Regions from separate parts of the Macaca mulatta genome. Here region 1 is linked to region 2. A link is a contact called in public Hi-C data. All regions are on one chromosome and are shown on one strand. Each heading gives the region's core, a stretch centred on a gene start, on an enhancer-like site or on the middle of the called end of the contact. The rest is flanking DNA. Distances are from core to core; before and after follow the strand shown.

Region 1 (2,873 bases), core at 206-2,705, 49 kb before region 2:
GTGACACCTACACTCATGAAAATCACAGTGAAGGAACAAGCTTTTCTGTCATCTCTCCGCCTGGCAAATCGAACATGTCTGATGTCCCATGCTCTCATCCAGGGTTTGTCCGTCCCAGGGCACCCAGAGGTTTCTAGAGCCCTGCTAGGCCTCTGTACCAGGAAATGGCTGACGTGTGAGGCCAGGACAGGAGAACTGAGGCCGCTTCCTTCTGTCCTCTGGGCGGCCAGTCCTGCTAGAATCCAGCGGACTGCTTGATCAGGCTGGTTTCTGGACGTTGGAGGAAAGGGAGGCCCCAGGTGGGTCACTTAACCTCCCTGAGCCCCAGTTTTCCTGCCCGACCATGGGATCCACTCAGGCCTAGCAGGTGGGTGTGTGGGTGAAGCACCTTGCATGGTGATGTGCCGTGTGTGGTCTGTAGCCCCCATCGCCACCCTGGGGCACAGGGACTGGGACACAAGCTTCTGCCATGGGCACCTTTTCCAGGAGAGACAGGCTGGGCAACTGAGGTGGCTGCACACATTCCGGGAGTCATTAATGGGGCCCTTTTCTCCCTGTGAGGTCACAGTTTAGTGGAAATCTTTTCCGTTAAAAAAAGTCAGCGTGCAGGGAGTTGAACGTCAAAGAGGGCTCCAGGGTCCTCTGTGGGTCATTGCTCATACAGGACCAAATGTGAGTTTGGGTCTGAGTCACGTGTGGCTTTTGGTGCTGTCTCTTGTGTTCTAGAGGCTGCAGTTTTCAAATTCCGTGGGAACTGCTTTTTAAATTTTGTTGAAAGCTCAGTTGTGGTGAAATTGACATTTGGTGTGGCCGACATGTGGTGTGGGTGCACAGGCAGACAGATGTTGACCCGGACAGTCACAGGTGGACCCCTCCACCTGGGAACCTGCAGAGGTTCCTCAAGGGAGAGTTCCGGTCACAGCATACACCTGAGTAGCCCACAGTTGGCCATCTGCTCTCAAGGCCACATACTCAGTTCTGTCTTGATCTAAGCCAGAAAGCATACTCTGGGGGACCACCAAGGGCCATCCCTTGCAGCATGCATGGAGCTTTGGTGTGGGCACTTAAGTTCTCCTTGTCTGGAGGTCTTTTCTAGAAAGGTATATCAAGGTATTAAATAACCAGCAGCTGTCTGTTTTGGGCAGAAGAAACTGGTTTCTTTCAGGCAGATGCAGCACAGACCCGGCAGGCCGCCGAAACCTGTCAGTTAGAGTTAGGTTAAAGTTAGCCATGGCACACACCTCCCCCAGGTAAACAATGGTGTATTTTCTGCAACGGACCGGAGATCAAGATCAGTCAGAGCTCACCGCTGAAGAGTTTCTAGGTAAAAGTTGTTGATTTGCAAAGAGAGAAACAGATTTTTTTTTTTAAGTGCAGGAAACGGCTGTGTGGGTGTCAGTGATTGGGCCTCAGCCCCGCTGCGATAGTGGGATCCTGCGACCGGCCCCACCCTTGCCACTTCCTGCCAGCGCAGCCCTGCGTTGCGGTTCCTGCCTGTAGCGCCCGGTGACACCAGCCAGTGCACTTCCACCGCTAACCAGCCAGTCACCTTTAACCTCTCCCAAATTTAATGATCATTTTATTACTGCTAATGACCTTTTCACCTCCTAAACAAAGCCACATAGGTGATAGTGATGAGCATGATGTCTTTTCACCCCCTCCCCACAATTGCACTAACGAACAGCTTTTACCTAAGTGACATGAGATCCAGTTTAACCAGCGGCTCTCCTGTTTGATTCGAACAGCTGTCTCACCAAAAGAAGACAAAAGTCATTCTTCCCCTTGCAAAACAAGCCCCTCCCGTACCTGTGTGTGGCGTCCACCCAGGGTGGCCGTGGGTTCTTGACCTCCCTGTGGGGAGTGCCACACAGGATGCAGCCACCGAGGAAGCCCTGAGGTCCTAAGTGCTGCCAGCTCTCCCGCGCCTCTGAAACGCCAGGCCAACATCGAAACCAGGGCTCAGTGACCTCTCCCCGTCATGTGCCCATGTGGGTCCCAAAACCTTTTGTTGATTGCACAAGATCCACTTTAAAAATGGCATTTCCATTTGAACCCTGCGGTTAGCACCTCAGCCTTGAACTTAACTACTTTAATTCCGTTCCCACGATGATCTCAGAGAGATAATCCGGTGGGTACATGTGAAGTTCTACAATGGGACAAGTGGTTCCACCATCTCAAGGGGCCTGGAAAATTCTGGCACTTGCCCGCCAGCCAGGGTGGGGAGGGGGTCCCAAGGAGCCTAAAACGACCAACCAGGCGGAGTCCCTCTTTCCTGCCCACGCCCCCATCCCCCAGCACTGCTGTGGTCAAGGAAGCTTCGGAGCTTCCCTCTGAGCCCTCTGGAAAGTCTGTCCTAGGGCTGGGTGAGACCCGCTGTCAGTGCCAAGGAACGGTCCCATTCTGAGAGGGAGGAATGTCAGCCTTGTATGTTTGAACTGACTGCAGGCAGATTGCCGTTTGGAGCACTTTCTGTTCTGTAAAGACCACTGAGTTTGAAAATAGAAGCATTTGCCTACCTGGGCACACTGTACCCAGAGGCGGATCCAGGGAGTGTTGTGTGACTTGATTATCATCTGGCGTTCAGTGGGGTGCAAATGCTGGGGCCTGGGGGGCTGTGGGATGGGGTGCAAGCCTAGAGGGGTTGGGCTCCCACCCCAGCATCTGAGTATAAGTGTGAACAGATGGGAGCCGTCGCCCTGGGGACATCGGGTATACCTGCCTTCAGGACACCTCAACCCCTTGCTTGGCGGAGGCTCCACCTGAGGGAGGTGAGGGCCGGGGCAGATGCCTCAGAAGGGGGCTCCGGTTGCAGCTCTGGGCACCGCCTCCCTGCTTTTCTGGCGGGGTGAATATGGCCCCTCATCTTTCATTTC
Region 2 (2,700 bases), core at 153-2,652:
CCTCAACCAACCTCCCGAGCCACGCCTCCCGTGGAGTCTTAAGCTTGCGCCCCCAGCCAGATCCCCCTGAGCCACGCCCCAAGGGAGGTCCTAAATTCATTTTCTGGCGCGCGCTGGGAATCAGACCCCTCCTCGCGCGTCCCCCAGCTGGCGCTGCCTGCCCGTGCGTGCCGCCCACCTGTGTGCGTGCGCAGATGCGCCTTCAAATGCGAACTCTTGGTGTAGGTCTTGCCGCAGCCTGCGTAGCTGCAGGTGTGAGTGGCGGTGCGTTTGCGGGGCCAGGAGCGACGGCCGCGCTTTGGCTTGGCCTCCAGCAGCTCCAGTGGGGACGCAGGTGGCGTGAGGAGACCGCGGGCGGCGGGGGGCGCCAGGCCCAGGGCTGCCACGGCGGCGGCCGCGTCGTCAAAGAGACCGAAGGCTGGGGGCGCAGGCGGCGCGTAATGCAGGCCGGGCCCAGGCGCGCCGAAGCTAGGGCCACCGAAGGGCGGCGGGAAGGAGGCGCGCGGGCCAGGCGCGGGCAGGCGCGCGGGGCCGTCGGGGCTGAGCGGCGGGGTGTCGGGCGGCGGCGGGGGGCGACCCCCGGGACCTCGCATGCACGAAGCCGCCGGTCCCGGGGCGCCCTCGCGCTTGAGGCCGCGCGGTCCACGGGTCAGCCCGGGAGCGCAGCCGTAGCCGCCGCCGTCCGCTTCAGGGGGCTCGGCCTTGACCAGGCGGCCGGGCGGCGCCAGCAGAAAGCGGCCGTGCAGTGCGGGCCCCGGCGGCGCGTCCAGCTCGGGTCGCAGCAGCTCAGACACCAGGCCACCCGCGGGGGCACTGTAGGGCGGGGGCGCGCCGGGTTCGGGGTAGTAGAACGCAGGCGGCGGCGGCGGCGGCGGCGGCGGCTCCGGGGCGGCCTCGGCGCCCAGGCCGTCCAGCCCCATGGACAGGATGAAGTCCAGCACGCTGTTGAGGTCGTCGTCGGTGCCGCCGGGCTCGGGCTCGGCGCGCGGCCAGCGCTGCGGGCGACAGGGCAATGGGCGTGAGCGGGCGGCGGGACTCGGGGGGCGCTGCCTGCCGCCCCCGCTGCCCGCCTTCTACCACCCTGAGTCCGCGATCCCCGTGGCCCGCATTCTCCTCTCCTGAGTCTGCAGTCACCGCCTTCGCGTCCTGTCACCCCGCAGCCCACGTTCTACTACCCCGAGCCCGCCGCCCACGGTCCCGGCCGCCCCGCCGTCCCCGCCGCCCTCACCTCCTGCAGGCCGCGCTCGCGGCACGGGCTGGCGAAAGTGGAGAAGGACGGCAGGATGGGTTCACTCAGCGCCATGGCTGGGACCCGGGGAGGAAGGACGCGGACGGGGGACACCGGTGAGTGGCTGCCCGAGGCCGGGCTGGTCGGGGCGCGGGCGGGCGGGGACGGCTCTGTGGGCCGCGGCCGGGCCCGCCCCAAGCCTTATAGGCGCGGCGCGCGCGGGGGCCGGGCCAAAGCGGCGGCGGCGGAAACGCGTCCCGGATGGGGACGAGCTCCGGGCGCAGCCTAAATTTAGCCGCGGTATATAAGCCGGCGGGCGGCGGCGGCCGTGGCCACTGCGGCGGCCCGGGCCCTGCGCTGACAGCCCGGCCCCTCGCGCGCAGCCAGGGCCGCGCCTCCCCCTGCCCGGGCCCCGCCCCCGCCGGTCTCCCCGGCGACGTTGTCAACACGCGCTCCACAACAGCGGCGTGACGCCCAGGGATCCCCCGGGCGCCCCGGGCTCCCGCCTGCGCGAGCATCCCGGGGACCTGGAGCGGGGGCGGTGTCGGGGCCTCTCGGAAACTCAGGGGAGCACCGGGCTTGGCGGCCTCCCCGGATCCCTTGACGGAAGGGGAGATTGGCTCTAGCTTCAGAGGTCCGCAGAACCCTGGGTGGATGGGAAGCCTGGAGTCTCCAGGATTCATGGATGGGTGAGGCTGGGCCCCTCGTCTGTTGTGGGACCACCCAGAGGGCGCCACCGTGTGCACATCACCCTGTTAAAAACAAAAAACAACAAAAAAAAAAACCACCTTGTGTAGACCAGGTGCAGTGGCTCACACTGTAATCCCACCACTTTGGGAGGCTGAGACAGGAGGATCACTCGAGACCAGGAGTTCAAGACCAGCCTGGGTAACACAGTGGCCCCCATCTCTTAAAAAAAAAAATTAGGCCGGGCGCGGTGGCTCAAGCCTGTAATCCCAGCACTTTGGGAGGCCGAGACGGGCGGATCACTAGGTCAGGAGATCGAGACCATCCTGGCGAACACGGTGAAACCCCGTCTCTACTAAAAAATACAAAAAACTAGCCGGGCGAGGCGGCGGGCGCCTGTAGTCCCAGCTACTCGGGAGGCTGAGGCAGGAGAATGGCGTAAACCCGGGGGGCGGAGCTTGCAGTGAGCTGAGATCCGGCCACTGTACTCCAGCCTGGGCGACAGAGCCAGACTCCGTCTCAAAAAAAAAAAAAAAAAAAAAAAAAAAAAATTAGCTGGGTGTAGTGGGAGGCTGAGATGGGAGGATTGCTTGAGCCCAGGAGGTCGAGGCTGCAGTGAGCTATGATCACACCACTGCACTCCAGCCTGGGTGATAGAGGAGACTCAAGAAAACAAACAAAACAAAACTGTTGTGTGGCAACATCAAGACACGTTAAATCTTTGACATTTGAGACACCCACCCCCTCCTCCCCAACCTCAAGCCCGTCAAGTGCAGGGAAACTGA

Evidence for each region. Hi-C and Micro-C count contacts between places; a contact is called where the count stands out from the background.
Region 1: a Hi-C map of blood shows a contact between it and region 2, with 5 times the contacts expected there. The contact joins the enhancer-like site here to the promoter of KLF2 in region 2. A contact is called at or near these places in 4 of 14 Hi-C or Micro-C datasets (CD4 T cells, blood, cortical neurons and 1 more).

The regions. Positions count from the first base shown.
Region 1 is chr19:16,855,528-16,858,400 of T2T-MMU8v2.0, reverse strand. All of the region lies in intron 21 of EPS15L1 (epidermal growth factor receptor pathway substrate 15 like 1), which reads left to right. Among named protein-coding and RNA genes, the nearest start is that of KLF2, 49 kb to the right of the region's middle. Within about 2 kb of position 1,455, at least 9 of the 40 cell types and tissues checked have an H3K27ac peak or open chromatin away from gene starts, as enhancers often do. A contact at or near this core is called in CD4 T cells and blood, where this site is marked.
Region 2 is chr19:16,806,823-16,809,522 of T2T-MMU8v2.0, reverse strand. It overlaps KLF2 (KLF transcription factor 2), which reads right to left and starts at 1,402. Exons shown (of 3, transcript XM_028838941.2): 1 at 1,229-1,402; 2 at 179-995. The coding sequence starts at 1,303.